2 separate regions of the Mus musculus genome follow, and region 1 is linked to region 2. The links are chromatin contacts, called in public ChIA-PET maps. All regions are on one chromosome and are shown on one strand. The core of a region is the stretch at or near the end of the contact, and the rest is flanking DNA. Distances in the headings are between cores, read along the strand shown. Region 1 overlaps Skap1 (src family associated phosphoprotein 1). Region 2 overlaps Abi3 (ABI gene family, member 3).

Region 1 (5,005 bases), core at 965-3,464, 670 kb after region 2:
CAGGGTCTTACTGCCTAGCTCTTGGCTGACTTGGAACTCGATGTGTAGACCAGGCTGGCCTTTAACCAACAGAGACAACTGCTTCTGCTCCTCAAGTACTGAGATCAAAGGAATGCACCACCATGCCCTGCCTCGGACTGAAGTATTGGTCCACCAAGTCATGGTTACCCTGCTCCTGCCACTGTCCACCCCCTTTTTTTGCTTAAAGTTGATGCTCCCTCTTCATATCTCTTTGAACCTCATGCAAATGTGCTCAACTCCACCCTCAGGTTAAAAACCCGTTATGCCTTAAACAACCACCCTCTCCTTAGCTACTGTCTTAGCTCTTTTCCTGAATAGGTAGACATCTTGAACTGAAGACCCTTCCCTTCTGGTTCCTCTTCTCTGGTCCATCCTCAGTTAGTTATCATCCTTACACTGCATCTTCTGCTCCAATGAAGTCACTTTCCCCATGGTCCAGTCACTCCAGTTGCCACATCCGGATGATACTGCCAATGTTTATCTTCTTTGGCCTTTCAAGTTTCTCACAGCTTGGATTATTTCCCCTTCCTCAGAAGTTTAAGAACGTCTTCCCTCTGTGGAGCCTCCCTTTCCCTCACGGTATCCATGCTCTTCCCTGAGGCTCTTGCTTCAGCCCTTTCTTCCACTCTGCCCTCCTCAGACTCTTCCTCCCCCCTTCCAGAGTTGTTTCTCTCCTGGGTGCCCAGTTGTAGAGCAGCTCATCTGCAGGCAGCATATTGGGTGTTTCATGAGACCTCAGGCTCCACAATGCTGGGAGAGAACCAGCCAGTTCCCCCTCAGCAGCCACCCTCCGCTCTTCCAGCCTTGGGATGAGTCATGACGTCAGCCACTTTGCTTTGGTTATCCTAGGGTTTCTAGGGAACGTAGTTTGAGTGGCAGAATGTAAGGCAGAGACTCCTGCTAGTCTCTCTCAAGAAAGTTCTACACCTGAGAGTTACGGTACATTGACATGTGACATGTAGCATCGATCTGCGGATACTGGGCAGGTGGGAAGATCTAGTTCAGCACTAGCTCTAGAATCAGCCTCCAGATATTCTGTATGATGGCAAACAGACCTCTATCACATGTCTAAACCTCTGTCACCTGGGGTTTCTGTTCCTGTTGCTGGAGGATTCCTAATTGTGGAGCGTCCAAGAAGACCTGGTTTAACTCCACTCACCCATGAGTTTTCCTGGGTTAGACTTTCAGAGCCCTGGGAATCACTCCTTAACCCTAATATCTCTCTCTTCCTCCTCTTCCCCCTTCCTCCTCCTCTTCCTCCTCCTCCCCCTCCTCCTCCCCCTCCTCCTCTTATCAACAAGGCCTACTGACTTTCTCCTTCAATGTATGTTTCTATTTGTATACCTTCACTTCCTGGCAAACTACTAGCCTTCACAAGACGGTTCCTTCCTTGCTCTCTTTCTGAGACAGGATCTCACTATGTAGATGAGGCTGGTCTTCACCTTCTTCTGTCTCTGGGATATTGGGACTAAAACATGGACCACTGTGAGGTCACCGTAAACCTCGGTTGCTCTCTGCCTCCGTTCAGTACAGCCTTAGTTTAGTCCCATTTGTTTTGTTCCTCCGTTTTAACAAAACGGAGAGCCGACGTTTCCACAATGGTGACGTAATCATTGATACCATAATCGAGTCACTGATACTGACCAAAGGTATGTAAGTGAGAAAGCAGGTAGACAAATACGTTCAATCTCACCATGAAAAAATCTCGGAAAACAAACAAACAAAGCAGACAAACAATCCAAAAGACCAAAATGTCCATGATAGTAATTTCTGGCAAGTGGAATTTAATGCTTTTTTGTTTGTTTATTTGTATTCTCTAACTCACTACTGTGAATATTTATTTAATAATAAGTTAGTGATATTAAAGTCCTTCACAGTTTTAGAAAGGGCAGAGAGGGAAGCCCTGGGAGAGGTTTGATTCCCAGGTGGGATGAGAATTAGTACTTACTGAAGCGGAAGGGGCTGGATAAAATGGACACAGGGCTTTAGCTATGCAGCTTGGCCCGGGTCACTCTCTGTAAACAAGCAGGCTGTCTCTGGAGGTGTTTTATGCTATGCTTCAAAACACACCCACAGAAGGGAAATTAATTTTGAGTCATGTGAAATGCCGTCCTTTGAATATTCTGTGATGATTGCTCTAAAATGTGTTGGGGATCTTTTTTTTTTTTTAAGTAAAGGAAGTTCACTGTCAAGGGCCCCTCATGAAATGAGGTATCGCTGACAGAGCAACTTCCGCTTCGAAGCTGTTACCCCCTTTGAGCTAACACAGGATGAATTCTTCATTAGAAGGGGATTAGCAGCACTCTGAGCCGATTTAGCAGAGCATTTGTATTTGTCCGACCACTTTTCCGAACGCTGGTGTTTGAGTCGGCCATTCACTTCCTCCTTCTCAAAACATCAGTCACCGGGATTGATTTTTATGTTGGCCATAAAGAGAAATGGAATCAACTAAAAGCAGGCTGAAGATTACAGGGTGGAAGTGGTTAATTTACTTAACAATATGTATTGGTTATTTGTTTACATTGGGCTTAATGCCTGGTGATCAAGACAGCATCACATGAGACATCTTTGCTTGCTCTCCAAGCAGCTCTTGGACCAGTGAGTGGCCAGAGTCATCGTGGATGCTCCTGTTCTCAGATGTCTCTCTTAGAAGGTCTCTTACGTTTGGTTTTAGTTGATTTTGTGTGGGGGGGGGGGAAGGGGGAGGGGGGAGGGGAGGGGGGAGGGGAGGGGGGAGGGGGGAGGGGGGAGGGGGGGGAGGGGGGTTGTTACCTAGAGAGTCATTGATGTTTTACATCCTCTTTAAAAATATAAATTCATTTAGAGGCTTAAGAAATTTTGTGTTGTTCAGTTTTCCAGCCCTGTCCAGCGATTTTCTCCTAACTTTATTATTTTTAATTTTTCACCAAAATGAGCAAGCCCTGTGTCCATCAAGGTTCTGAGAAAAAGTAATCGGTGGCTGCCTACACTAGCATGGGACAGCCAAACCGCCACTTTCAAGACTTGGGGAACACTAAAGAAGAGAGGGAGGAATGGGAAGAATGTGAGAACTGGAAGGTGGGCGTGGACATTGTCTTGGTCGGTGTCCTCCAAGCAACCCTTATCAAGGAAAGCATCAGTTTGCTTACAGTTTAAAGGTTTAGCCCATTGTCATCATGGCGGGGAGCATGGCCGTATGCAGGAAGACATAGTACTGGAGAAGTAGCTGAGAGTTCTACATCTGGATTCACAGGAAGCAGGAAGAGAAAGTTACTGAGGCCTGGCTGGAACGTATGAAATCCCAAAGCCCACCCCCGAGGGACATACCTCCTCCAACAAGGCCATACTGCCTCTAGTGAAGCCACACCCACTCTGGCGAGGTCACACCTCCTCCAACAAGGTCACACCTCCTCCACAAGGCCACACCTACTTCAGTAAGGCCACACCTACCCCAGCAAGGCCACACCTAATCCCTCTCAAATAGTACTGTTCCCTAATAACAAAGCATTTAAATATATGAGCAAGCCTATAGGAGCTATTCTTATTCAAACCACCACAGGCATGGCATGACCATTATATACGTGGACTCACAGTAACCGTGGTTGCCTGCACGGGTCCTGTATGAGTCTGGGCTCATCGTCAGTCATCATTCAGCCATGGACGGGGGAGGCACTTGTGGGGGACTATGGGCAGTGGACAGCTGCTGTGTGAGGGAGTCAGTGTCTTTGGTGATGTAGTCATTAGTGAGTTGTTCATGCTTCCTGCTGCAATGGCTGTCTCCTTATGCATCCCTTGCCGTGGAGCCCCGTTTAAACCCTGTGGGTCACAAAACAAAAAAGATGTTCTAGTGGGGAGGGGACTTGTTCAGATCAGATGTTGGTGGGGGCTGGAGGGGAAGAAGGGATGAGCATAACCAGAATTTGTCGTATACATGTATGAAATTATCAGTAAATAGATGAATAGATTAACTAAAAAGAAGCATAGGAGGACACATGGGTTGGAGCCTGGGAAATGAAATACTTGCAGTCTGAAGAGACAGAGTTGTGAAATTCTATATTTTATATATAATAGAATTGAGATGTCTCCTATCTCATTTTTTAAGAAAATATTTATTTATTTATTTATTTAGTATACTAGATATTGTTATAGATGGCTGTGAGCCACTATGTGGTTGCTGGGACTTGAACTCAGGACCTCAGGAAGAACAGCCAGTGCTCTTAACCTCTAAGTCATCTCTCTAGCCTCTTATATTTTATTTTTTACAGAAGATTTTTAAAATTCATTTTTAATTATGTGTATTTGTGTATTTCTCTGTGTGGGTGAGTGCAGAGACCCACAGAGGCCAGCGATGTCAGTTGTGAGCTTCCTCACATGGGTGCTGGGACTCAAACTCAGGTCCTTACGAGAGGAGGATTTTCTGCTCTTAACCACCGAGCCATCTCTCCAGCCCTATTTTGTTTTTTTCACTATGCGACAAGGAATGCTCCCAAATTCTAAAAGAATAAAGAAAAGAGAAAATTCAGTGGCCGTAAGTGTGTCAAAGCAGCACGCAGTGTGCATTAGGTGCATTGAGGCTCAGAACAACACCACAGGATCCACGTCCTCAGAGCGATTATGGCGGAAGCTGTCCCGACTGCAGCAGAAGAGCAACACTTACAGCTAGCTCTTATCATGCACCAGGCCTAGGTCTACTGTCCACAAATTAACTTCTTCATTCAGTCCTTACAGCAGGTATGTGTGCATGGTGGACACTTTTAGACTCTCCATTTAGCAGATGAGAACAGTGAAGTTCAGAGAAGCAACTCATGGGTCAGGGCTGCCCAGCATGAGATTCTGCAGCTGGGATTTTAATTCAGGGTGTGTCCAGCCTTTATGAGACTCCATGACCTCATAAAAAGTGTAACGAACTGGCACTGTTCAGTCGCTTCTGGAAAGCTCAGGCTACTGAATCTCACATATTACCTGTGTGCAGTGTCAACATCACGATGAATAATACCAGATTGTT
Region 2 (5,087 bases), core at 1,679-4,178:
TTTCGCTTTGCTATGCTCCTCCGGGCATATCTGGAATTCAGTCTGCTTGTGGGCTGGGAGCAGGGGTTCAGAGCCGTCCCTATCTATGCAGTTAACACAGCTCTGCTGCCTTCCCTCCAGGGAGGTGAGCACCCCTTGGAAGGCAGGCAGTGCCCCTCGAACTGAGAGGAACGGGTTCCTGGAAGTTGGGAGAAGGAACATCTCCCACTTACTTTAGCTGCTGTACCGGCTGCATAACCTCCTCTGCCCAGTCTTTCAAACGGACTCAGGATCCCCCAATCCGCATGCCAGTACCAGATTCCTCGCGGCAGACCTATGATGCTCTCAGAAGACAGCTCTAGGTCTTGATCTTGCTTCAGCCAACGCAACCCTACACTACCGCTGCGCTGGCTGCGCCTTGCTTCCTTCCCCCTCTCCACCCCCACCCCACCCCCGCCCACCAGACACCCCCCACCCACCCAAAGGAAGAAAAAGTCAGAAGGAACTACCGCCTCCTGCTGGTAGAACGAGGTAGAAGAACCGACCACTGACCTCGGAGAGTGTGAAAAATCCTAGCACTCCAGCAAGAGACCAGGGACTTCACCAAAGTCGTCCCCTCCCCCCCCGCACCCCTCCCCCCTTGCATTCCCCTTTGCCCTTATGGAACAGAAAGCCATGTTTTTAAGCAGAGCCAGGGAAACCCAAGCCCTTCCCCTCTCTGGAGTTTCAGACCAATAAAGGAGGTGAAGGGGGACAAAGGGACTTGTTCTCTTGTGCCACAGTGAGAAGGGGGGATGAAAGAGAGGTGCTCTCTGCTCTCAGGGAGTCCTATTTAAGTAGTGAGGGCGTGAAGAGCCCAGCGAATGGCTGCTTGTGACGTCAGGGGCCTAATGGGAAGAGTAAAGAGGGTTGAGATTGAGAGTCCTTCTGGGGCAGACTGCAGGGCTTCCGTGTTCCCTTTCCATCACTCCCTGTCTGGCCTTCTAGCCCTTTGGAGCAACTACCAGGAGGTCAGCAGTTTTATTCAAAGCTGGCGATCTTCTGAGCATGAGCTGGGGGTCCTCTGGGCAAGGTGCTTAAACTCCTTGCCTTCTAGGTTTGTTTGTTTTTGTATTCTTTATGCCATCTGCAGCAGTCCCCCCTGAGTACCACCCCTCTCTAGCCCACCCTCTTCCCACTGCTGTATGGAGCAGGGACTGAACACAGTTCACAGCCCAAGAGGTAGACAGGTCCTTAGTCCAGCTTTGACTGTGGAAGCTGGCTTCCTGGGGCTCGAGAGGCCCACCGAGGCAGTGCAGGGTTGGTGCAGGGATAGATCCTGGGCTGTCAGCAGCTGGGCTCCACATAGTTCCCTGGGAAGAATCCAGTGCCCTCTGAACTGACACCCTCACACCAGCCATCCGAGTAGCGGCGAGTGACACAGATGACGGTGCCTTCAGAGAAGGAGAGCTCATTGTCCTTTTGCCGGGTGTATGGGTACAGGGTCACCACTGTGGGGCAAGAAGAGAACCTTGTGAGGTGTCCCCTCGGTCATGCACGCACCCGCCCACGGTGATACAGGAGCTGTAATACTAGGTCGTGCGTAGAGGGGCTTTGGAACAGTCAGGTACTACTCAATAGCAGGCCAGCTGCTCTTTCCCAGCAGGGTTCAGAACTCAGCTCATCCAAAAGGAAGGAGATGGAGAAAAAAGATAGGGTCGCCCGCACCTTGGTAGGGAAAGCAAATGCTTCCGGCTTGGAGAGTGAAGGCCAAAGCAACAGAAGCCAGAGAAACCTGCCAACGGATTCTGCTGCCTTTCAGTCCCAAGAGTTGCAAAGGTACCTTTCTCCAAGTAGCTAGCAGGGACCCAGCTGGGCTCATCTGGTCCAAAACCTGGTGGGGGCGGAGGCAGCAGCCCCAGTTCATCCCCCTCTAGAGCTGGGGGAGGAGGCAGGGGCAACTCTGCTTCTGGGAAGGAAGACAAAAGGGTTCGTGTAAAGGAAAGTGGGCCAACCCTGCAGCATCCTCAAGCTCTAACCAGTTCCTGTCATCACTCATAATGCCTCTAGCCAGACTCAGCACAGGGTAGACAGATCCTACGGGACAACACCTAGGCAGCTGGCTTAAGCTATAAAGGTTCCGTTAAGTGAGAAGCTTCAAAAACAGGGCTAGTGTAAAATAGTCTATCTACTGCTTCTCTGGGGTCCCTGAGGAGCACAGGGCTGAATGAGAGAGACTCAAAGTGAATACTGAGAAGGCAGGACCCATCTTACCCAGAGGGGGCTGGGACACCTCCAGCGGAGGGGGCGGCAAGAAGACCTCGGCAGACAACGGTGGAGGAGGCGGGGTTACAGGTGCTACAGGTGGAGGAGGCGGGGTTGCAGGCGCTACCTGTCCCTTGGACTGGGGGATCCCACTGGCACCTTCCGCACTGCTAAAAGACCAGATTATATGCTGATTAGGGACGGACGCCTTCTAGCCCAGCGTCCCAGAGGGGTCCCCAGACCTCATAGTAAGATCTGCATTAATTTTTCCCCCAGCTAGTGGTTTTTCGTTTTCTCAACCACAAGACTGCCTGGAGGCCACCTCTCAAAATCCACCTGCTGTCTACCCACCCACTAGACTCAAGTGCTCACCCTGCCGAGGCCAAGGAAGAGGCAGAGGAGGCAGCGGAGAGCTTGCCGTCTGGCACGGCTGGGAGCTGCACCGGCTCAGGGATCCGGGGTGGTCTCCTAGGGAGTGGAGTAGGGTGGTGTGAGGAGGGAGGGTTCTCTGCTGAGCAGAGTTTAGGGTTGAGGAAGGGCGACTGGCGGAGGGTGAAGCTGGGTGCCAGGCGCAGCAGCGTCAAGGCGCCAGGTGCTGAGGGTGAGGGGTGGAAGAAGCAGTTGAGAACCACGAGTGGCTGGGTAGGGCTGGTTGGCATGGCCTTGAGGCCTCACCCCAGCGTGGCGGAAACAGGTGTAGCAGGCGCCTTTATGCTCTTGCGAGACAGGGTCCCGGTCCGTGACAGCTGCGTGCTCAAGTCCTGAAGGGAGAACGATAGGGTTGATTGACATCTGGGACACGGGGAGGCATTCTTACCCACATCCCTGAGAGGAAATGGGGGAGGGGAGCGGAGGGCGAGAACTGGGAGGGCTAGCCAGACTCAGCAAGTTCCTACTTCCACTTCTCAGCCCTCCTCCCGTCCTAACCCTACCCCCACCCCTTAGGCCTGCAGCAGGTCCCCCAAAGCCGTCCCACAGAAAACAACCCGCAGCACAGACGCCGTCTGAAGGCCACTTCCTCTGCACAGCCACAGTGACTGAGTTGCCCTTTGCAACCCCACACTATCTCAAATTCTCAGGGATCTGGGTGGCTTGGTGGTCCTTAGCTCTGATTTAGCTTGTACTCCAGCGCGAGCTAAGGAGCCTCACATACGGGGGGGGGGGGGACTCCTTGTTTCCCAGAAACCTATGGAAGTGACCGTCCCCAAATTCAAGGCAGAGGGATGGCAGAAGCCAAGACACTTAGGAGAGTCTCAATGATGGGGTGCAATCCCAAAGCCAAGAGACACCTCTGAAACTGGGACTTCCCCCAGCGTGAGCAGGGGAGGGGATGGTGTGGGGGAGGTCATGTTCTCTGTCACCCTGCCCCACTAGAGGCAAGACGGGAATTACAGGATAAAGGATAAGTTGGAGGCTGGGTACATAGCTCAGGATGGAGCTTCTGCTGAGTTTATAGAAGGCCTGGGTTCCACCCAGGGCACCATCAAAAGAAAAACAAAAGATAAGAAGGCTGGACAGGAAAAAGGAACGGATAGAGAGAGCTGGGAACTGAAGGAAAGAGGTATTTTCTCTCCTGGGGGTCTGGCATAGTATCAAGGGGTTAAGACCCAGGAAAGCTTCTAATCTAATCTGACATGAAGCAGTTGGGCACAGTGTGATAAGGTCCCCTCCGCCAACTCTTTTTGTTGCTGCCTCCTGTCCCTATCAGCAGCATTCTGGAGTGACTTCTTAGAGCAATGACCTCAAACCCCCAGACAGAGGAAGTCGCTATTCTCATGTGGCTGAGGAGAGGTTCTCATGCGTGCCCTGACACCCTTCCCCCTCCTCCCCCTCTTCCCCTTCTCACACACACACACACACACACACACACACACACACACACACACACACACACCACACACACGACCCACTGTGGGGTGGGAGTGGGGGGTGGGGCCGGGACAGCTTATGATCTTCCAGGAGCAGTGTCTGAGTAGAGGGAAGTTAAGGACCTAGGGAGAGTGGAGTTTAGGCCACGTGTCCTGGAGTGTGGAGAGGAAGAAGGGGATGTGAGGTCGTACAAAAGCTTGGGGAAAGGCGAGACGAGAGGGAGCTAGCTGTACGGCAGGACAGGGTGGGCAGTGGGGGGTCAGCAGGGTTTCCCTTACCTTGACTCCGTGGCCAATGTCATCCAAGCAGGCAAAGTTGAGGGGTTTTCTGTGGTAGGGAGTGAGGGAAGGCAGGCTCTCAGGAGGGATGACTTTCTGGTTAGAGGGCAGCCGCACAACAGTGGCCAAAGTGCCGATCTCCCTTCTAGCTACCTTCTCCATATGCATGTTTACCATCTGCACGACAGGGTCGGGAGGTGGGAGGAGACCGTGAGAAACAGCCTGTACAACACCATTCCCTTTAAAAGAGGGAGAAAGCTAACTAACGGGAGGCAGAGGGAGGCAGGTAGAGCTCTGTGAGTTTGAAGCCAACCTGGTCTATATGATGAGTTCTAGGCTATCCAGGGCTACATAGTGAGAACCCCCATCTCAAAGCAGGGGAGGAGGAAAGAATGGGGGTCATGGGGGGACCAGAGAGAGTCCCATGGCCATGCAGCCATTGGAGAAAGAAGAGCAGCAGAGGATGGAGCCACTTTGGAGCGACTTCCGGGTAGAAGAGAATGAAGGTTATTATTAGCTGTGCAGGAACCAGAAGAAAAGGGAGGGAAAAAAAATCCCTGGGGTTGCTGGACAGCAACCAAAGGACAGGGCAGGCTTTGGTGCAGATGGGCATTCCGTGGAGGTGGCAGAGAACTGTAACTAAATCAGCTGTCCCCTTCAGGGAACAAGTACGGGAATTAGCTTCCTCTCCAAATGTTCCCTCAGGCCTTGAGGGAC

Evidence for each region. ChIA-PET counts read pairs in DNA pulled down with a chosen protein or histone mark.
Region 1: a contact with region 2 is called in an RNA polymerase II ChIA-PET map of memory CD8 T cells, with 5 read pairs. The contact joins two enhancer-like sites. A contact is called at or near these places in 1 of 115 datasets of contacts at active chromatin or transcription factors (memory CD8 T cells) and 1 of 9 other capture datasets (pancreatic islet).

What each region holds. Positions count from the first base shown.
Region 1 is chr11:96,502,662-96,507,666 of GRCm38.p6, forward strand. All of the region lies in intron 2 of Skap1 (src family associated phosphoprotein 1), which reads left to right. The region is part of intron 2 of Gm38960 (a long non-coding RNA gene); the gene reads right to left. Among named protein-coding and RNA genes, the nearest start is that of Gm38960, 35 kb to the right of the region's middle. Within about 2 kb of position 2,215, at least 18 of the 459 cell types and tissues checked have an H3K27ac peak or open chromatin away from gene starts, as enhancers often do. A contact at or near this core is called in memory CD8 T cells, where this site is marked.
Region 2 is chr11:95,831,408-95,836,494 of GRCm38.p6, forward strand. It overlaps Abi3 (ABI gene family, member 3), which reads right to left. Exons shown (of 8, transcript NM_025659.4): 3 at 4,371-4,547; 4 at 2,899-2,984; 5 at 2,596-2,691; 6 at 2,233-2,393; 7 at 1,802-1,927; 8 at 1-1,469. The coding sequence ends at 1,306. It overlaps Phospho1 (phosphatase, orphan 1), which reads left to right. Exons shown (of 3, transcript NM_153104.3): 3 at 1-733. Among named protein-coding and RNA genes, the nearest start is that of Abi3, 8.5 kb to the right of the region's middle. Within about 2 kb of position 2,929, at least 156 of the 459 cell types and tissues checked have an H3K27ac peak or open chromatin away from gene starts, as enhancers often do. A contact at or near this core is called in memory CD8 T cells, where this site is marked.